Linked DNA regions of Mus musculus: all the other regions are linked to region 7. A link is a contact called in public Hi-C, HiChIP or PLAC-seq, Micro-C and promoter capture Hi-C data. All regions are on one chromosome and are shown on one strand. The core of a region is the stretch at or near the end of the contact, and the rest is flanking DNA. Distances in the headings are between cores, read along the strand shown.

Region 1 (2,700 bases), core at 107-2,606, 590 kb before region 7:
TCCATCTGTCTGCCAACTGACATTCTTGGTTGCTAATCTAAGCCCAAGCCATATGTTCTCCGCATGGGAGACTCCTTCCTGCTCAGGTGGGGAAGCAGACACAATGATCTAATAAGTCTTTTCTGTCTCAATAGGGCAAGGCTTGGGAAAAGTTCCAAACACTGAGAGGTTCTGATGAGACAACGCAAGCTTGGGGTGACTATGTTCTTCATCAATTTTTTTCACTTGCTTTCTTTTTTCCTCCCAAGATCCCCAAACTATGTTTCAATCCTGTCATTACCTGTTTCCTTGTCTCTGTTTAGTCTAGCAGACAGGTCGAAGCTCTGCAAAAAGAATTCAGCATGGGGTGTCTGTGCGGCGTCAAGGACGTCGTAGATGAAAAGCACTAGTTAAGAGCTGCGGGATTGACTTAAGAGGCTCCAAATGCCAAAGCTGTAGCCTCCCAGCCAAAGGAAACACGCTGCCCTACAAAGCCAGGGCCAGCCACTGACTGGTTTATTTCATGATAGTAGTGGATACAAAGTACAGGGTATATGCAAAGATTTTTAAAAGAGGAAAGAAAGAAAGAAAGAAAGAAAGAAAGAAAGAAAGAAAGAAAGAAAGAAAGAAAGAGAGAGAGAGAGAGAGAGAGAGAGAGAAGGAAGGAAGGAGGAAGGAAGGAAGGAAGGAAGGAAGGAAGGAAGGAAGGAAGGAAGAAAGGAAGGAAGGAAATAGGACATGCAAAAGAATGGTCAGAGGAAATCAACGTTAATCAGGGTGGCATAAAAGCAGGAAGGAACAAAAAGAGGAAGGAGCATTTATCGCTTAGGCAAGCTCTTCTCTTCCAGGTCATAAATCGTACAGTTCTCAAACATTAACATGACAATGTCAGGTTCTGAACGAAACCTCCTAGGCACTCTTGTTGTTTTGACAATCACATTAAACAAAAATTAGGCTTTCACTTTCTACAGACTTGATGACACTTTTAATACCACCTTTAATACCACCTTCTCCTTTCATTTCTTAGATATTGAAAGATTTATGCTTAAATAACCCCATGGAGCTAATCAATAGCTACATTCAGAAAAGAGGGACATATTTATAGTCAAACCCGTCAATGTCACAGTGTAGGTCTGAGGAACTAAGTTAGTCTTGTGTTTTATTGAGTTGTCTTTCGTTTTATTTTTTACATTTTGAACTCAGCCTGTATTGCTCTAGCTCAAATACCTGATGCTGCTAAACTACCCCAAATCTCTGAAGAACTATTTCTACATCCACACCATGGCAATTAAAATCTCTGCCAGACAACTGTGTCATGCATGTGTCATCTTAAAGGCATTTTTACAAAGCCATTTATGTCTTCTAAGGAATTTCACTAACTTTATTAGCCTCCAGAACAAGCATGGATTCATACAGTTAATTGGGCCCTGACTGAAGACCATGTGGTCTGGCCTGAAGAAGAATGTATGCATCACTCTTTGGATCTCTGTATTAAAGGTCATCATCTCACCCTCTTGCACTCCTTGGAACAAACAACAGCATGTGAGCATGTCAGATGAGGATGCTGTAGATCACCACAGACGTCACGTCTCTGCATGCTCGAGCCTGTCCAAGGTAGCTTGCCCTCATTATTCATAGCTCTTTCCACCCTGTACAGGTAGCTGCATTTTGCTACCACTTCAAACAACCATACAGTTAACGAGAGCGTTTAATTAGTGTTTTAAGTTCTACACAAACTATCCTGGTGATTCTTGCAGGTAGAGACAGGATGACCATGCTTACACATTATGTTGAGTCTAGGAAAACTGCCACAGACTTCAGAATTGCTGGCCTTCAAGTTTCCAAAAGGAAACTTCAACTGAGATCTCTGTTGCATGTCTAGTGACTTACACCTTTGGATTTGTCTGTGGCTGAGTTCTTTAAGGAGAGCATATATACAGATGTCCACGCATGTATCAATAAAAATTACTTCTACAGTGAATGGGGAGCTCTGAGTATTTATCATAGCACACAAACTTTGCTTTATTCCAGACAGAAGTTTTATACCAGGATTAAAAAAGAAGTAAGATGGACTTAATGCTATATTAAAGTACTTTGCTCCTTCCCAAATTAGTCCTCTTTCTGGAAGATCATGCTGGATAGTTATCCGTGTGATACTTTCATTATAGCAGAATGGCAAAGAATTGTATTAGCTTCAAAGAGAGATGAACTGGAAAGGTCATTTCAGAGATAATGGAATCCATCACAGAGACTGAGGAAAACTGAGGAAGATTCACACAGGATGTCATTTTTTCCACTCTCTGAATTTTTTTTTCTGATTACCTAAAGAAATTTATTCTTTATAAATGAATTCTTGTAAAATTACCTGGAAGCATGCTTTGAGTTTATCTCTTATCTTACTAAAAGGGTATAGGCATTTTGGTCTAAGTGAATCATACAGGGTCATCAAGAGGAACTGAATATTTAACATGGAGCAAAGAGGATTCTCCATCATGCTTGATTTCTAACCATTTATATCCCCAAAATAGCTGTTCTTTTCCAGGCATTAAAGTACCATTTTGTAGGGATGTCCCAATCGCTAAGGGTCTAAAATGACCACAGAGCTCATGGGTTCTACATTTAAGACAAGTTTTAGATTTTGGCAAGCTACCTCAACATTTCCAAATTAAGCGATTTCTCTATCAAAAATTGAAATTATTTTTCCCTTAAAGAATTTTTTTA
Region 2 (2,700 bases), core at 99-2,598, 980 kb after region 7:
GTTAGTGGCTTCCCATAGCCTGGCTGAGGTTCATCTAAGGTTTCAAGTGCTCTAACAACGATTCACAACTCTTGTGCATTCCACGTTCTTGAAAAAGATATTCCTGGACCATAAATCTGACAAGAGAACTTTATAATTGTTTTCTGAGAAAAAGGGGGAGAGACTCTCATCCATTTTCAACTGTAAGATATCTGTGTCCTTAAAGTATGTTTTGGTTTCTTGGTCTTTGAAACTGACTTAAGTGAATAACCATTTAGAATTTTAAAAAGTATTAATTCTTCTTTGGCTCTAATCTAACTCAAAGGTTTAAGGGTGGGAGGGGAAATGGAGCTGTCAGACTTGTTGCAGGCGACGAATGTGAATGTGGCTGAGCTCACGTACAAGAGGACACTGCCTTAAAAAGCGTGCTACAGCAATCCCGAGAGTGACGCTCCATGAACACCTATCACAGAGCTCCAGATCACCTACTAAGATCTGTTCAGGTCCACCTTACTCCTGTTTTGTACCAAATTGGCAAAGGAGCGCTTCGGAAAACAGCCCTCACTGGAAGAACACATCAGTTTAGGCCCTCGCTTTCTAGACTTTCCTAGAGGTAAGTACTTTCGAGGGGACCGCTCCCAGGACTCGCGGCTCTCTTTGCAGAGCATCCTCATGTTTCCAGAGAATGTCAGCTCGTTAGCGTCTGACACTGCAGGCACAGGAGCGGGAAAGGCAGTTCTGAGCACACCGCAGAAACGCAAAGCCGATTTAAAGGAATCCACGTTACAGCACACGCAAGCAGAGCGCGGGAAGGTAGAGTTCGCTGCACAGCCAGCTCGGGGTGGGAAGGAGAGCCGGCCCTCGCCGGTCCCCCGCGGGCGCTCCACGTTTCGTCACACCTCCTTTCCGGCAGGGCCGCGGGGCTGACCCTTCCGGGCGGCCTCAGCTTATCACCCGGACAGGCTACTTCCCGGCTTTGGCCCCGCGAGTCTCCGGAGTTTCCTGTCAGGCTCCCTCGGTCTCCGCGCCCATCCCACCGCTCAGGCCGACGGCTGGGCTCGGAGAAGCGGGATCTTCTACGCGAGAGACCGCAAGAACAAGCTTCGACGGGAAACAGCACGCAGGGCGGTGGCCACGGCCCACGCCTCCTCACGCCCGCAACTCCAGCCTCCGCCCACTCGCTGAGCTCCGCCCCTCGCGGGTCCGAGCCAATGGGCCGCGCCCGCCTCCTGGGAGGTTGTAGAAGAGGGGGTTGGGGCCGGTGGCAGCGCCCGCCCCTTGCTCCTTCTCATTGGCTAAACTCTCGGGGTGCCCGGAGACCGGAGTGTAGCGGGATTGGCTGTCGAGCCTCGCAACGGTGGCGCCTATTGGCTGGAGCAGTCCCCGTGACGCCGGGTGGCGACTGGCTCCCGGGTCTGAGGGGCTTCTGCTTGTCAGGTTCTAGGTAGGTGCGTTTCACGCCGCCGTCCGTAGGCACCGTTGCCCGGGGCAACGCCCCGGGAGGTGGGAAGGAGGCCGGAAGGCGAGCGCAGCGCGGGGGTAACCGTTCCCGCCTGCAGGGGGGCGCCGGGCTTTTGGCCCAGCGGACGCGGGCTGTGCGGAGGCGCTTCCTCTGCCCTCAGCCAGCTCGGTCCCCTGCCGGGGCTGCGGGGTCACACTCGCCTCATCCTACCCGCGCGACGGAACGTTCCGGGTTGGGCTTGGGTCCGGGCTGCTCACCCGGCCCGCCAGGCCCGCCCCTCCTACCCGCCCGGGACCCGGAGGCTGAGGGGGCGGTGCCGGCCGTGGCGGGCGCTTGGCCCCGCCCCGTCGCGGGTCGCGGGTGTGCGGGGCGTGGGGCGGGGTTGGGAGCTGCTGCGGTGGGGAGCCCGCACCCTTTCCCTTCTTGCGCTCCTCCGACGCTCGCCCACGGTGCCCACACCCCTTCTGGTCTCCTCACCCGTCGCCGCCCTCTCCTGTGGCACCCAGCCCCGAGAGTTCCCGCAGCCCCTTTCATCAGGACCCTCTGACCCTGTGTCGCCTCGCTTCAGCTTCACGTCCCACTGCCCCTTTGGTTCAGGGCAGCCTTTCAGAAGTCCGGCCCAGGGAGACTTCTGGAGGCATCTGGACTTGTCAGGGGTGATTTTTTCCCTAAGGGCTTTTTAGGGGTCTGAGGTATTTGGAGGCACCTTTGTGTCTTCCTTGGACTCCTCTTAAGATCAGCCCTCCGAAAGGAGTTCATGAGATTAGTTTTGGTAAGAGCTAGGGCTCCTTTGAACAATTAAGTTTCCATGAGGTGGTCGCTTGGAACTCTGTGCATTTGTGATTTTTGTTGGGCATGCCATTGCAATTTCAGTTTGTTCGGGCAGCCTTTCATTTTCAATATCTTATGACGTAAGAGCAATGAGGCTTTTGATACTTTTACTTCGGAAGAAGCTGTATATATTCACAATGGTCTCACGGTCACCCTAACATATGCTACTCCAACATGTACAGGAGTTTTCAGGCATTTTTCAGAAAGAACCTTCTCAACCTGAAGTCACCGTATATAAACGTCTGATGTCAGAGAATCTAAAGATAAGGCCCACAGTATTTTAGTGGTTAACATCTAAAAAATACTTTGCAGTCCATCTGTGAAATAAGAACAGGTTTAAAGGAAAAGTATTGCAAAATACATGGTGTGGTTTAGGGACTATTTATATACACACCTGTGTAGGCTTTATAATGGTGTGTGGAAGAGCC
Region 3 (2,700 bases), core at 13-2,512, 830 kb before region 7:
TTTACGTGGTTTATAAACTCAAAGATATTTCCTATGTGTCAATACCAACATCAACTATCTCAATAATAATAAAGAAACTTCTGAGATAAACCAAATCTCTATCTCCCCAAACAGTACCTTTAAAATTCCTCAGAGACAGATCTTAATGAGTCATCTTCACAATGATTTCCAGGTGCTTTCCCTGCAAACATAGAAAGTAAATCAAGAAAATATGCTCTGATATCCCCAACTCGAACTTTAAAATGTTCAATATACTCAAGCATTATTGAAATGCAGCTTTTACTTAATTGCTTAGAAAAACTTTTCAAACCAGATATTTGAAAATCTACAATGTCTCCTGATTTTAAAATCACAAATGATCAGCATCCATATAGAAAAAAAACAAAACAAACAAACAAACAAACAAAAACCCAAAAGCATTCTCTGCATAAATAGGACAAAGGCAAGGGTGTTCCCTCTGAACTGTTACTCATTACAGTGTTTGATATTTCAACCAGAGAAACCAGGGGACAACCAGGAATACCATACCGGTGGGGGAGGTGGGTCACAAATAGGATAGGAGGAATCTGAATCTTGGTGTTCAGAGAACACTGATCCAACTGTGCGTACAGAATCCTAGGTTCCAGCCAGAGAATCTCAACTGAGAAATTCAATAAAGCAAAATACACCCCCGACATACAAAACCCAGTAGGTTTCTACACACTGGCACTGAATTCCCTCAAAATGTGATTAAAAAAAAATAATAATAAAATAAAAAAAATCAAAACAAAACGACAACAACAAAAGTCAGCCCCATTCATAATGGCCTTAAAAAATTAAACAAACAAATGAAAAACTAATAGCAACAACAAAGTTAAGACCTTTGATACACTTAACTAGGAAAAGAAAACAGTGCAATAAAAAGCAGAAAGCCTCAAAGAGTGAAGTTAAATGAGTCATTTCCTGGAAGGCAGAAAGAACACTCTTGTCCATGGATAGAGAGAATTTAAATTTGTTTAAAATGCCCAGATGACTAAAATTTTTCTATATATTAAGCAAAGCTTTAAAAAACATCAACGGCACTCTAACAGAACTGAAGAATATATTTCTGAGATTCATATGCAAACACAGAAGACCCCTCACAGTTGAATTATCCTTAAGCAAGGGGACAGTGCCAGAAGTCTGACAACAACCCATTTAAAATATACTATGGAGTCATAGTGAGCAGTCTGGTATTAGCATGAAAACGGGCCAATGTAAAAGAAATGGAGCTCTCAGACAGAAATCTGCATACCTACAGGCAACTAATTCAGACAATGGTACCCAGAACACACACTGGAGGAAATGCAGTCTACTAAAACAATGCTCTGAAAACTGGGTATCCACATGAGAAGACTGGGGATCGATTCCAACAATTCAATGCGTACAGAAAACAATCCAAATGAATCAAACATGTTTAATAAAAACTTTAAAGTGCTATACTAAAGTAGGAGATATACATTAAAATGTGACATGTAACACCTTTCTCAATTGGACACAAATATTATAAGAACTGGGGGAGATGGGAGGTGGAGGGACAACTGGAAAGCATGGAGGGGGAAGGAAAACTGGGCAGGATGTCATGTATGAGAGAAGAATAAACTCAAAGAATGAATAGTAACCTTTGATATACATGACTACATCAATACAAAAACCTTCAGCACCAGAAAATAATCAGTTGAACACAAGATATCCTGCAGAATTAGACAACTGTCTTTGCAGCCCATTTTTGGATAAAAATATTATTCAGAATATATTAAGAACTCAAAAAATTAATTCAGTTAATACATAAAAAATGATTTGAAAAGTTCTTAAAAGATGTTCTAATTGCCAAGAAGTTTATGAAAAGTAAATCTTCCACACCTTTACATATTTAAGACCATGAGATTTAGAGCCAGAGGGAGACTCCATCTCACACCAGAGTAATTTAAATAAGATGTCCTGCATACTCTCAGGCCTTTGAATTTTTGGTTCACAGTTGTTAAAGATATTTGGGAGGTTTGAGAGGAGTGGTCTTGTTGGAGGAATTATGTCACTGGGGATAAGCTTTGCCAGGTTAAAGACTCACTCGGGGCATTTTGAATTGGCTCCCAGCTGCTACTCCAAGCACACCACCTTCACAGTGATGCCATCATGGATTCTAATCCATGAGAAACATAAGACCAAATGCACTTGTTTTCAATAAGTACCCTTGCTTTTATCACAGCCATAGGAAAATAATCAAGATATGGCTCAGTCAAAATGACCATTATTAAATAAAATATAACAAAAGCAGGTAAATGTATGAACAGAAAGAAAAGGAAACCATTGCTTGGGAATGTAAATTAGTAAAACCACCAGGGAAATTAGGAAGTTCCCAAAACCCAGTAACAAAGCAGTGACCCTGAGATCCAGCTAGACCACTCCTAACAATCTGTATAAAGGAATCCTAATCAATGTGTATCCAAGATATTATCAACATACTCGTTTACTAAAATCTACTCACAACAGTGAAGGTGCCCTCAATGGATGTTACTCACAGTCAATACATTAAGTAAAAGAAGGTAGTTGCAGAAAGTCAAGGACCACATTCCATATTCCATATGTGCAAGTGACATAGACAGAAAGATGACCTGAAAGCAAAGAAGAAACAATTGCTGAAACTTAAGACACAGTCAGAGCATCATGAGAGGCAAGGGTAAG
Region 4 (2,700 bases), core at 162-2,661, 770 kb before region 7:
TAAATGGTTGAATTATGCAATAATATACAATTGTAAAAGTAGTAAATCAGCTCAGCATGAGCTGTATTTTTAAGGTAGAATAAATTAAACCATGTGAGTCCATTTATATGAATTTAAAATATATAAAAATAATACAAAGCCATAGAAATATTTAAAATATAAATTATCACTATTTAAATTATGATTAATAAATTTCATACATTTTCTATGAATCTCTGTTCAGGTAATAGTCTATTTTTTGTTCCATAAATTTTACCAGCTTTCGTTTTCCAAATTCAGATAAAGATTACAATTACATTGCAAAGGGTGGTTTAGAAGAAAGTCACAGGAAGGAAAGGGCCAAGTTCATAATAGTTGTTGATTTGGAGTTTGGGAGAAAGACAGAGAAATAACACCTGACAGAATTGAAATGTTTCTATAGTGCATTCATTGTTTTAAAAACCCTGAAGCAAACTAAACAAAACATTTAATTTGATAACAATGTATAAATCATAATATATGCTATGATACTTTATATACTTTTAAGTCTTATTGAGTCCATATGCAGTCTTATTGAGACTGAAGTAATTCAGATAAGACTATTCTAGAAGGAGTAGGATAGTCCTAGACTTTTAAGTGAAATATATCATAAACAAAAAGAGAAATGGAACGTGTCATAAACAAGAACTTTCATAAGCCATGGGTTAAGGCAGAAAGAGACAGCATGAACATATGTAAATGGACCTTGCCAGACTTACAAGAACTGTAGTGTTGTGAGAGCATTCTAAGACCAAGTGAAGAAAATAGACAACTTCAGACATGTGACTATGGGATTAATACCAGTCCTTGAGTTGACTTTTTAAAAGTATTTAATTTACTGTAAATTAAATTATTTTTAAAGTATTGATAAAAGAAATACATTAGAATACAAAGGGTACAAGTAATCACCTAGAAGGAATTGTAGTAGTCCCAGGTAATAAAAATAAATAAATGTATCATGAAATTGAATATCTTATACTCAACTATGATATGATTGCATATTTATTTTAACATGCAGAGCGCTGCCTCAAAATAAAGGATACCATCTACAGATTTAATGTCTGGTGTGTCTAGATTGGAAACTAAGATCAGAAATAGCCACTGGTTAATGTTTTCTATTCCCTAATCACCAGAGGACTATGTTCAATACAAAGTACTAACTCCACAATTGGCAACTGAGGCAGTGCAATTAGTCACCACAAAGTCCTATCTGTCTTCCATGGACTCCAAAGTAAGTGTGTGCCTGATTTTTATGGTTATTAGATGTAACCTCCCCCTAGCCTGAAGCAGACTGAGCCAGACCTTGACCTTGCTGCCACTAAGGATATTACCTAGGGTGGAGCCTTCCTCCCTAGATCACTCTATTGTTCAGCCACTGCCACTATTCCCCTTCAAGATACTGTTACCTGCTGGGAGGCCAAGGAGCTATTTCGGAGACTACACCCTATCCTGCACATCCTCACCTGCAGCTGGTTCCAGGCTCCAAGGATGAATTGGCAGGAATGGGCCTCCCCCCACCACCTTTATAAGTGCATTTGCCATTAAACATTTGAGCTTTGATCAGGAACCTTGACTTAGCTCCATTTTTCTCTCGACCGCCTAATTCCCCTCTCTTTCAGCTCCCGTCTGCCACTTGGGTGTACCCTGTCCATGTGAGCCACTGGCCGGTTGCAACAATCTGGCGCCCCGAACAGGGACCTGAGGAATGGCAGAAAAAAGCTGGAGGAACGCTGCTTGGTATGGAGCTCCACGGGAAGAAAAAGAAAAGAATCGAATCGGGTTCACGTTGAGAATAAAAGGCTTTGCAATTAGATATCATCATTCCGGTCTTAAGTCAAATATCATCTCCCCTAACAGGTCTTACTAAATCATTACTCTAAGAAATTATCCCACGTATTATTCATTTTGAATGTCTTCCCCCCAAAATTCTAAGTTCCACATGGTCAGGAACATAGTCAAAGACTTTTTTTTTTCTGTACTTAGAAATTAAATTTTTAACAGCTATTCAATATAAGAGTGAATAATTTCAAATGGATATTCAAAGGGAATAAAGTTGATAAAAAGTTTTTACTTCTCTAGGTCCCCTAGAAGGGAAAATAAAAACAGAGGAAAAAACCCTAATAGTATCTTTCAATATGCTTATGGATTCTTCTTGCAAAGAAGCCTAGAATTATATTCAGAGATGTCAAACTTATTACGTATTAAACATCAATATGTATGTTGGCATGCAGTATGGGAATTCCTTATTTGTGCAGTTCATCTCATAAGTTCCAGTGTCATTCTTTGCAATTAATAAATATTTACTACTAACATTGTCTACTTCAAATGCTGAGATGCATATTTAAGGTTCCTCAGGAGACATAAATATTTCATGTTACATATTCTACTGACAAGCACAAAATATGACAACAAAATTCAATGGGTGGAGCACATTATGCATAATCCATCATGTCCTGCGACAAGTGGTACAAAGGAAGCAGATGAGTTCAACATTTATAGGTCAAATATAATCGTCACCATGCACTTAATGTATCTGAAAACCGTTAAATGACTGGAACGGTCAGATATAATCCATGTTTCAAACAAAGCAAACGATGTACATAAAGATGAAATGTTAAATTAACATATGTACATAGATAAGTATGCTTTACAATCATTTCAATAAAAATAGTGTTTGAATAA
Region 5 (2,700 bases), core at 129-2,628, 800 kb before region 7:
ATTCCTTTCTTTTTCCACAGCTAATGACTGTATTTGGTTTATTTTCAAAAAAAAAAAAACACCTTAATGATTAAATTTAAAAGGTTAAACAGGTTTAAATAAAGATGAGGGAGATATTTCTTCCATATTTGTATGGCTCCCAACCTGGTTTCTGCAAACTTTAAATTCTGCCTTCTGTGAAAAGCATACACTCTAGAAAGAAGTCTTACAGACAGGGCATATGGGATAACACATTGAACCTTGGTTTCTAAAACATAAGAATGATTTTTCAACTTTATAGCAGTAATGTAGCTATTTAATTAACATTTAAGGGAGGGGTCATTGTTTTTTATTTGATGACAAGAGACTGAAAAGAAAATCCCAGGAGAAAATATAACATCACAACACTTAGCTAAACTAAAAGAAAAAAAAAATGGGCATAAGAGAGTAGCATGCGGTCTGCACCGAATCCTATTGAAGGCTGTAATTAGCCCATGCTTTAGTATTTTGCACAATACAATGAAGCACTATTTTACCCAATATATCTTAATTAAAAGCAAAACACAATACAACACAAAGCTACCATCAAAGAGGCGTTATTGGCACTCACATAATACAGAAGATGAGGAAGGATTTTGTTTTCTTTGTTTGGCAAGAAAATTGGAACTAGGCATTCTCTTCTCCACACTTCTCTCAATATAGCAGCATTTGTATACCAAAAGCTGCATTCACACTGTAAATTATATGGATGAAAGCCACAGGGAAAGAGATAGTTTGTTGTTTTATAATTCAATAGTAATAATGCTTGGATTTCTCTGCTTTCTCTTTCACAAAGAAAACAATTATTCAAGGTTTAGTTTTTGCCACAATGGAAGAGTTAGTTGAATATTATCATGTTCGTATTTTATATTTCCTCTTGCTGGGATACATTGATTATTCAATAACATTAAAATACACACCAAAATAATTTTTTGAAAGTTTTAAATTCTGAATACCAAAGAAACCAGAAGAGCCCATTGTAGTCTGTTAATTGTGATTTCCTCCTACAAGGGAAGATGTGGGAAAAGTTCTATTTCATAAATTCCCTCTCCTCTGCAGACAAATTATCTTTATACTATATCAAGAAACAAAAACAGGCAAGATACCTTCAAAAATCGTTTATATTAGCATTTAGAAGGGACTTTTATTCAACTAGATGATACAGCTAAAGAGTAAAAATCAAATCTGTGCTCTACGTAATTTGTATGGAGAAGATCCAATCCTCACAGCCTTGAGAATCAAATGTACAAGAAGCCTCAGCATCATTTACTTCCATATGACAAGATGCTGTTTCTAACACATCTCTCAAGGTTTTACATAACAGCCATGCCTTATCCGCTGAGGAGCAAAATGAACAATAATGCCAGCTGAGACTTTCACACAGCTTGCAGAGTGACTCACTCCACTCTGACAAGGCCTAAGCCGAGCTATCAGGAGCGGCTCGTTTTCATTGCTCTTAAAAAGAGAACGAAGGGAAGGTACCCAGGATCTAACCAAAGCAGTCCAGAGGCGCTGCACACAAAGGAGTAACCAGTGACAACTGAGTTCAATCAAATCCTGCAGGTATCTCCAAAGGGACTCTAGGCACCCAGATGTGTGTTCCAACTCATTTTCTTTCTTCCGTTGTCACCCTACTGCTTCTCTCTGCCTCCCCCCGCCCTCTGTTTTTTCTCTCTCTTTCCGTTCTGTGCTCTCTTTTTCTCTATGTCTCTGTCTGTATCTCTTTGACTCTCTCTCTCTCTGTGTGTCTCTCTGTGTCTTTCTGTCTCTCTTTCTGTCTCTCTCTGTCTCTCTGTCTCTGTCTCTCTCTCTCTCTCTCTCTCTCTCTCTCTCTCTCTCTCTCTCTCTTTCACTCACTACCTGTGTATGCATATGCTCATGTATGTGTGAGGCTCCAGTGTGTCCTTGCAAACATGTGCCACACCATGCATGTGGGCATGGGGGGGAGACAACCTCTGTTGTCCCAGCTCACCATCTGCGTTCTATGAAATGGGGGACTCTTTGTTTTGTTTCATTGTACGCACTAGCCGGTCTGTGAAACTCCAAGGGATTCTCCAGTTACTGCTTCCTGTCTCTGTAGTTCTGAGATTGTGCACCCAGACTCTTAAGTTGGCCATATGTGGGCCCTTCAGATCCACTCACACTTATGTAGCAAGGTTTTATTCACTGAGCTGCCTCCCCGAATCACAAATGAGTTTTCTGTGCTATTAACTTTGCACAGATGCTATCCTTTGTAATACCAATATCTGAAAAATACAACCCAAGTGTTCAAAAAACTCAGAGGCTTATGGGTATTTAGAATCCAAGAAAGTATTGTTTTTTAGATACCATCTACTCATAGAAATGTGCTTTTGTGTGTAATTCTGTGCCCACATAGAATCTACATGCCAGCCTTTCAGTAATTTCTCCATACATAACTACATCACAAATACACCAGGGCAAGAAGAAAATGCCTTCCATAATACACCAGGGCAAGAGGAAAATAATGCCTTCCAGTGAACAGATTGTAAATGATTTTATTTGGATTTATCAGAAGAATGGTGGGAACAATGCCCAAGCTAAGAAATGGGAGGGGGTGTGTTGATAATAAGATAAAATAAGTTTGCAGAGATAGCGAAGAAATTAAAACGAGTTTAATGAGTCAGAAATATAGTCAGACATGCGGTTTTAGTATTGGCAGTG
Region 6 (2,700 bases), core at 29-2,528, 730 kb before region 7:
CTAGTAGCTCATAAGTCCAGTGTTTCCCGTGTCATCGTACCAATACAGGTAAAACTATAACCAAAGTCCTTTTTCCCCATTATTACCATTTGCAGATCAAGAATTTGATAAAAAACAAACAAACAAACAAACAAAAACCTATTGTACTTTCAACAAACTTTAATGATTAATTAAAAGTCTAATATTCATTTTTATAAGGATACAAAAATTGCATTAGTTGTACAAAATGGAGATTATAATTATTTATCTCAATATAGGCTGTTTATGACTTATCAAGTTACATGGAAAAGGAGGGAGGGATGCTTTTCAGAGAATGTCACAGGAAACACAAGGCAGAAAAAGGGAAAATGATAATCAACAGTTTGAAACACTTATTTTTATAACAAAGTACTACATTAATTTATTAGAGGAAAGAATTTTGTAGCTGAAAAAACACTAAGCTTGGGGAAAAAAGGAAAACTAAATATATCTAAAGAAGTACTTCTTATCTTTGTAGTATATTTCATAATGAAGCATTCTCTTAGACAGTAATACCTCAGCAAGCCCCACTTTTGCTATATTATACCATTAATAAGCACACAATACCAAAGCAAATTTTGAACTAAGGAAAGAACACTGTATTTTATTTCACTTTTTGAAGATTACATACAGAGAATTATCATTTTCATTTTGGTTATTTTCCCAACTGACTTTGGTGTTAAATTCAATTATTTTTTTAAAAAATAATATTAATAACAGCATGACCCAAGAAAGCAATTTTCATCCCAGGAAAAAAAAGTGAGATAGTGGAGATATAAATGACCAATGAGGAACAAGAAAATTGCAAAATGAGGTTTCTGACTCTTTATTTCAGGGATGTACATTCTTTACAATATAAAAGCCATCAGTGCAAGAAGGTATCACTTAGATAAACTATAATTGTTGTTTGAAAACTGTACCAATGGAAAAATATTAGCATCCATTGGACTAGTATCATTCCAATAACCCTCATGACATACTTAGATATATTTGGGGAGGCAGCCTCCTTCTATGGTTGAGTGAGGAAACCACGTGCTGCTAATTCTTCTTCTGTGATTCATTCAATTTAATTTTCCAGTTAGGCATTTATTGAGTCAGTACTGATGTGTACTGAGATAATAGAGGTGCCACTGAAAGGCTCTGTGAAGGGAGAAGGGAAAGCTGAATTTTTAACAGAGTCCTCTCTCTCTCTCTCTCTCTCTCTCTCTCTCTCTCTCTCTCTCTCTCTCTGATTTCTTCATTTTCACTACTCTAGCCAATCAACTAACATATTGTGGTTTTGTTATACCTTCTTACCGATATCTCTTCATTCTGCCAATTACGTCTGGGTCCGTGCTTGTAATTAAAACCATTCTGAGTTTCTTTTAAACCCGCCTGCACAGTAATCAATACTAAATCGTAACCAAAAAAAAGAGACAATATAGGTTGTTAGTGAATTTTTGTCTTTACTTGTACAAATAAGATTAGAAGCATCATGTAGAGTGAGCTGCGGGTACATGACATTTTCCCAATAACTGTTTTTCATTATTTTGAAGTGTGTGGAGAAGCCCTGCCATTCTGGTTCTTCTCAGCCTTAGCTACATGTCACAGAAGAGTCAGCTCTGATGCCTGTCTCTAGAACAGCACAGACTAAGTAAGTTATAAAGAATAGAGATTTATTTCTCACAATTCTGGGGACTGGATGTTCAAGATCACTGCCACAAGGAGAATATCTTGCTAGCTTGTCATCTTGTGTTAGAAGGTAGAGACACAAGGTCACAAGAGAAAAACAACAGGCTGAACTCAGCCACATGCCTCTCTTAAAACACTATCCAGTAATGAAGGTCATTATGAATTAACCAGCCCCGGAAGTCCCTCTGGTAACTTCCTTCTCAACTGGGGTTTAAGTTCCAACATAGGCTATTGGAGGGCTACATTCAAGCAATATCATTGATTCTTTAGCAACTTAATATAAAACGAGTATTTCCCACTTCCTGTTCCTACCAACATAAAGTAACTGATTTCTAAAAAAAAAAAAAAAAAAAAAAAAAAAAAAAAATCAACGTTTCTGGAAATAAAATAAGTTCTTTTGGTATGAATATTGATATTAGTCTGTGAGGATATTAGTCAAGTAATTTTGGTGAGTAGAGTAACAATGATGGTGGGATACATTTTTCCTGTGTCCTTTCTTTTCCAAGCTGTAACCAGATACTCTTTCTGACTCTGTATGGCAAAGGATATCACCATTTTGACAAAAGCTTCAGGCTATAGAGGGAAAAAGATCTGTACCAATTATTCATTCAATAGAGAGCTAGAATCTAAAGTATACAAACAATTTTTAAATACTAACATCAAGGAAACAACCAATTAATAATAGAGCACAGATCCAAGCAAAGAGTTCTTTAAAGACAAACACTAACAGCTGAGAAACACTTGAAGAAACATTTAAACATCCTTGATCATCAGAGAAATGCAAATCAAGACTATTTTGAGGTTTATCATATACCAGTCCCCCCAGAAGAAACCTAGGTTAATAAAATAAATGACATGCTGGAAGAGATGTGTAGTGAGGGGATACATATCCATTGCTGGTGGGAGTGAAAATGTTTTCAGCTACTATGAAAATTAGTGTGGCAGTTAATCAGAAGGCTGGGAATAGATCTACCTCAAGATCCAGGCATATACACGAAGGATGCCAAATCC
Region 7 (2,700 bases), core at 66-2,565:
GGATCGCAGGGTGGCTGCGGCAAGCTAGGGCCCAGAGCGTGCGCTAAGGAAGTCCCCGGCGCCCGCTTCCAGCCTCCCGCCAAGCCCGCAGGCTTTGGGGTCGCCTAGACGCTGTCGCAGGTAACCACGCGCGTCCCTCCAGCTGCACAGCGCCAGGCCCCGGGGCGAAGGCTCCCACCTTCCGGCTTGCCAACTCCAGCGGCTCGCTCTGCACTCGTGACGTAACCCGGCATTCGATCAAACTTTCTGGCACCTTAAGCCCACTGGGGGGGAAAGGAGGGTGCCCGAGCTGGGAGAATCCTTTCCAGGGCCAAGCGCGATGGGCCTAGACCGACTTGGCGGTGTGTGTGTGGGGGGGGGGGGGGTCACCTAACAGTTATCTCGCAGTTAAAAAGAACATTAAACCCTAAAGCTTCCGCTTTCCACTCACCCATCCCTCCAACCCCCCTTTGCTTCCCTCTAACCGGTACGCGCTCTCTCTATGCGCGCAAGGAGGTAAAAGAAGGCATTATGTTTAAGTAAAAATTTTAAAATTAAAAAAAAAAGAAAACTTTGATGCTATCTATCAGGATCCCGGCCTCAGCCCCGCGCCCCCCAGGCTCCAGGGAGGACCTCTTGGCAGTACGCACCCGAGGCTACCAGCACCCAAGCTCTAAGCCGGGATCCGGAGGTGCGGGCCAATCTCCCCGACTGGGAAGCGATGGCCCGGGTCCGGGGCTCCCGCCCATTCCCGTGTCTTCCCCGCACCCGGTCGGAGGCAGCGGCTCCGCGCAGCCCTGGGGATTGCTAGCAGCCGCCGGCCCTGCCGCCCTGGCTTAACAAAGAGCGGCGCGGAGCGAGCGCTTCCCGCCGGCGCCGGGCGGCCAGCGGCGTCTGGCGACGCAGGCTCCGAGGGCGCGCGCTGCCTGCGGCTGGTGCGCGCCGCTCCCGGCCGCCGTGTCCCCTGCTCCCGGCCCAGGCCCGCGGAGCCCGAGCTTTTGGCGCCCCCGCCCCGGCCACCTTACCTGGGGTTGCTGCTGTTCCAGTAGACGGCGTAGCGGTCGGCGACGACTTTGGAGCCCGGGTCCTGGCTGAACACACACATCCAGAGCACCAGAAAGAGCAGCGTCAACATCTCCACGTGCAACATCACGCCTAGCCAGCGGCGGAGCCCCCGACGCGCCACTCCGGGGAGAGATCGGGGATCCAGGGGGAGGGAGGGAGAGGGGCAGACGAAGAGAGCGGACGCCAAATAAATAGGAATAAATACGATGAAGGGGCGAGAGGCGCGCGGCGAGCGCGGGAGGAAGAGGAAGAGGAGAGAGAGAAGAAGGAGGCAGTGGCTGGGGCGGGGGGACAAACTCGCACCCCCACTGAAGGGCTCGGGAGGGGAGAAGAATCACAAGACGGAGAGACGCGTGCGTGTGTGCGGTGGCGGCGGCGAGGGCGGGGGTAGGGGTGCGGAGCTGTGTCTCGGGCGGCGGCTGCAAGCCGGTCACCCCGGGAGAGGGAGGTGCGTGCGGGGCCGGGCGGCGGCAGCGCGGGTCGGGGCAGGCGGCGGCGCGCGCTGCACAGTCACGGGGAGTTGAGCGCCGCGGCTGCGGGGAGACATACACCGGCCCGCCGGGCCCGGCTCAGTGTCGGCGCCGCGGTCTGCACGGGCTTCCTCCGCCGCGCTGGGCCCTCACCGTGCGCCCCGCTTTGTTCCAAGTTACTTTGGCGGCCGGAGAGAAACTGCAGGAGGAGGGCGCTGTGTGGAGGGGGGCGGGGGGGGGGGCGTCCTCACACTGGTGTCCCCAGGAGGCTGGAAGCAGTCCGGAGCCTCCCTTCTGTGCCTTGGCCAGGCGACCCCCCGCAAGGCTCGCAGGAGTCCTGTGGACTGCGGTACCCGGAGGTGCGCAGAGAAGAGTGGCGATCTGGATCCGCAAGCCCGGCTCTGCCGGAGTCCTGGAACTGCCCAAAGCCGCAGCCGAGCGCTCAGGCGAGGAGAGGAGGAGCGGGTCTTGCTTCGGAAAAGGCTCCAAGAAAAGTTTGGCTCTTCACGTCTTCCAGCAGGTCCCCAAAGGAGTCCGACCGCAGAGGCAGAGCGAGATGGCACCCCCGGGCGCTGGCTGAGTCGGGGATTTCTCCTGCTAGCTTGTCTTGGCCGGGTGTGGGTGCCGCGGAGTGAATGAAGAGCAGAGGTTGTGAACCAGCCAGCCAGGCGGGGCCGGGATGCCCAAACCTGCAGGGCGACGCCAAGCCAACTGCCGGGCTGAGAAGCGAGAGGGGAAACAATCACTTTCGGATGGAGCCCTCCAAGTCCGGGATGGGCTGATGACAGTCTCCGTTCGCCTTCCGGGAGAGAGGCTGAACCCCCGCACGGCGTGCCCAGAGCCCCGGGGGGGAGCTCTCAGAAGTGTCCCTGGGACTCGGACCTCTCCGGCCCCAACCCCAGCAACTTGTAGAGATTCATCAATCAGTTTGAAACCGGGAGGGAAAAAGGGAGAGGGAGCACACGCGAGCTGCTGGCACCTCCCCGATGACTACATCAGAAAACCTTCCCGATCCGGAGCTGCCTCCTCCTTCCCTCCTTAGGCACAGCAGTAACGAGAGGTGAAAGCCACCGACCGAATCCTAAAACCTCTGCCCAGGCGGGAAAATAAACTTGAGTGCAGCGGCGCGAGCAGCCTGGAGAGGTTGGGAAGACTGGCGAGAAGTAGAAAGGAGGGGAAAAGTCAG

What was found. Promoter capture Hi-C pulls out the DNA fragments that hold promoters and counts their contacts. Hi-C and Micro-C count contacts between places; a contact is called where the count stands out from the background. HiChIP or PLAC-seq counts read pairs in DNA pulled down with a chosen protein or histone mark.
Region 1: a contact with region 7 is called in a Hi-C map of tail fibroblasts, with 5 times the contacts expected there. The contact joins the enhancer-like site here to the promoter of Efna5 in region 7. A contact is called at or near these places in 8 of 39 promoter capture datasets (the 3T3-L1 cell line, 3T3-L1-derived adipocytes, hippocampal neurons and 3 more), 1 of 15 datasets of contacts at CTCF or cohesin (the NIH/3T3 cell line), 4 of 484 Hi-C or Micro-C datasets (adipose-derived mesenchymal stem cells, brown adipocytes, cranial neural crest and 1 more) and 12 of 115 datasets of contacts at active chromatin or transcription factors (the NIH/3T3 cell line, astrocytes, a colorectal cancer cell line and 8 more).
Region 2: a contact with region 7 is called in a Micro-C map of embryonic stem cells, with 4 times the contacts expected there. The contact joins the promoter of Fer here to the promoter of Efna5 in region 7. A contact is called at or near these places in 1 of 39 promoter capture datasets (pre-B cells) and 3 of 484 Hi-C or Micro-C datasets (all in embryonic stem cells).
Region 3: an H3K27ac HiChIP or PLAC-seq map of embryonic stem cells shows a contact between it and region 7, with 4 times the contacts expected there. The contact joins the enhancer-like site here to the promoter of Efna5 in region 7. A contact is called at or near these places in 5 of 39 promoter capture datasets (the 3T3-L1 cell line, embryonic stem cells, liver and 2 more), 2 of 484 Hi-C or Micro-C datasets (embryonic fibroblasts and uterus) and 11 of 115 datasets of contacts at active chromatin or transcription factors (the NIH/3T3 cell line, T-cell acute lymphoblastic leukemia, astrocytes and 6 more).
Region 4: a contact with region 7 is called in a promoter capture Hi-C map of embryonic stem cells, with 4 times the contacts expected there. The contact joins the enhancer-like site here to the promoter of Efna5 in region 7. A contact is called at or near these places in 7 of 39 promoter capture datasets (the 3T3-L1 cell line, the SN4741 cell line, embryonic stem cells and 3 more), 1 of 15 datasets of contacts at CTCF or cohesin (the NIH/3T3 cell line), 1 of 484 Hi-C or Micro-C datasets (embryonic stem cells) and 10 of 115 datasets of contacts at active chromatin or transcription factors (the 230-238 cell line, the NIH/3T3 cell line, T-cell acute lymphoblastic leukemia and 7 more).
Region 5: a contact with region 7 is called in an H3K4me3 HiChIP or PLAC-seq map of forebrain, with 5 times the contacts expected there. The contact joins the enhancer-like site here to the promoter of Efna5 in region 7. A contact is called at or near these places in 3 of 39 promoter capture datasets (liver and second pharyngeal arch cranial neural crest), 1 of 15 datasets of contacts at CTCF or cohesin (the NIH/3T3 cell line), 1 of 484 Hi-C or Micro-C datasets (cerebral cortex) and 10 of 115 datasets of contacts at active chromatin or transcription factors (the NIH/3T3 cell line, astrocytes, craniofacial prominence and 7 more).
Region 6: a contact with region 7 is called in a Hi-C map of the N1E-115 cell line, with 10 times the contacts expected there. The contact joins the enhancer-like site here to the promoter of Efna5 in region 7. A contact is called at or near these places in 5 of 39 promoter capture datasets (the 3T3-L1 cell line, the SN4741 cell line, hippocampal neurons and 2 more), 2 of 484 Hi-C or Micro-C datasets (the N1E-115 cell line and liver) and 8 of 115 datasets of contacts at active chromatin or transcription factors (the 230-238 cell line, astrocytes, cardiomyocytes and 5 more).

What each region holds. Positions count from the first base shown.
Region 1 is chr17:62,286,510-62,289,209 of GRCm38.p6, forward strand. No RefSeq gene overlaps it. Among named protein-coding and RNA genes, the nearest start is that of Gm25800, 170 kb to the right of the region's middle. Within about 2 kb of position 1,357, at least 23 of the 459 cell types and tissues checked have an H3K27ac peak or open chromatin away from gene starts, as enhancers often do. A contact at or near this core is called in adipose-derived mesenchymal stem cells and tail fibroblasts, where this site is marked.
Region 2 is chr17:63,862,633-63,865,332 of GRCm38.p6, forward strand. It overlaps Fer (fer (fms/fps related) protein kinase), which reads left to right and starts at 1,349. Exons shown (of 19, transcript NM_001037997.3): 1 at 1,349-1,423.
Region 3 is chr17:62,047,924-62,050,623 of GRCm38.p6, forward strand. No RefSeq gene overlaps it. Among named protein-coding and RNA genes, the nearest start is that of Gm52291, 12 kb to the right of the region's middle. Within about 2 kb of position 1,263, at least 4 of the 459 cell types and tissues checked have an H3K27ac peak or open chromatin away from gene starts, as enhancers often do. A contact at or near this core is called in embryonic stem cells, where this site is marked.
Region 4 is chr17:62,110,485-62,113,184 of GRCm38.p6, forward strand. No RefSeq gene overlaps it. Among named protein-coding and RNA genes, the nearest start is that of Gm52291, 51 kb to the left of the region's middle. Within about 2 kb of position 1,412, at least 2 of the 459 cell types and tissues checked have an H3K27ac peak or open chromatin away from gene starts, as enhancers often do. A contact at or near this core is called in embryonic stem cells, where this site is marked.
Region 5 is chr17:62,076,408-62,079,107 of GRCm38.p6, forward strand. No RefSeq gene overlaps it. Among named protein-coding and RNA genes, the nearest start is that of Gm52291, 17 kb to the left of the region's middle. Within about 2 kb of position 1,379, at least 15 of the 459 cell types and tissues checked have an H3K27ac peak or open chromatin away from gene starts, as enhancers often do. A contact at or near this core is called in forebrain, where this site is marked.
Region 6 is chr17:62,154,148-62,156,847 of GRCm38.p6, forward strand. No RefSeq gene overlaps it. Among named protein-coding and RNA genes, the nearest start is that of Gm52291, 95 kb to the left of the region's middle. Within about 2 kb of position 1,279, at least 1 of the 459 cell types and tissues checked has an H3K27ac peak or open chromatin away from gene starts, as enhancers often do. A contact at or near this core is called in the N1E-115 cell line, where this site is marked.
Region 7 is chr17:62,880,002-62,882,701 of GRCm38.p6, forward strand. Efna5 (ephrin A5) reads right to left here and starts at 1,316. Exons shown (of 5, transcript NM_207654.2): 1 at 1,005-1,316. The coding sequence starts at 1,129.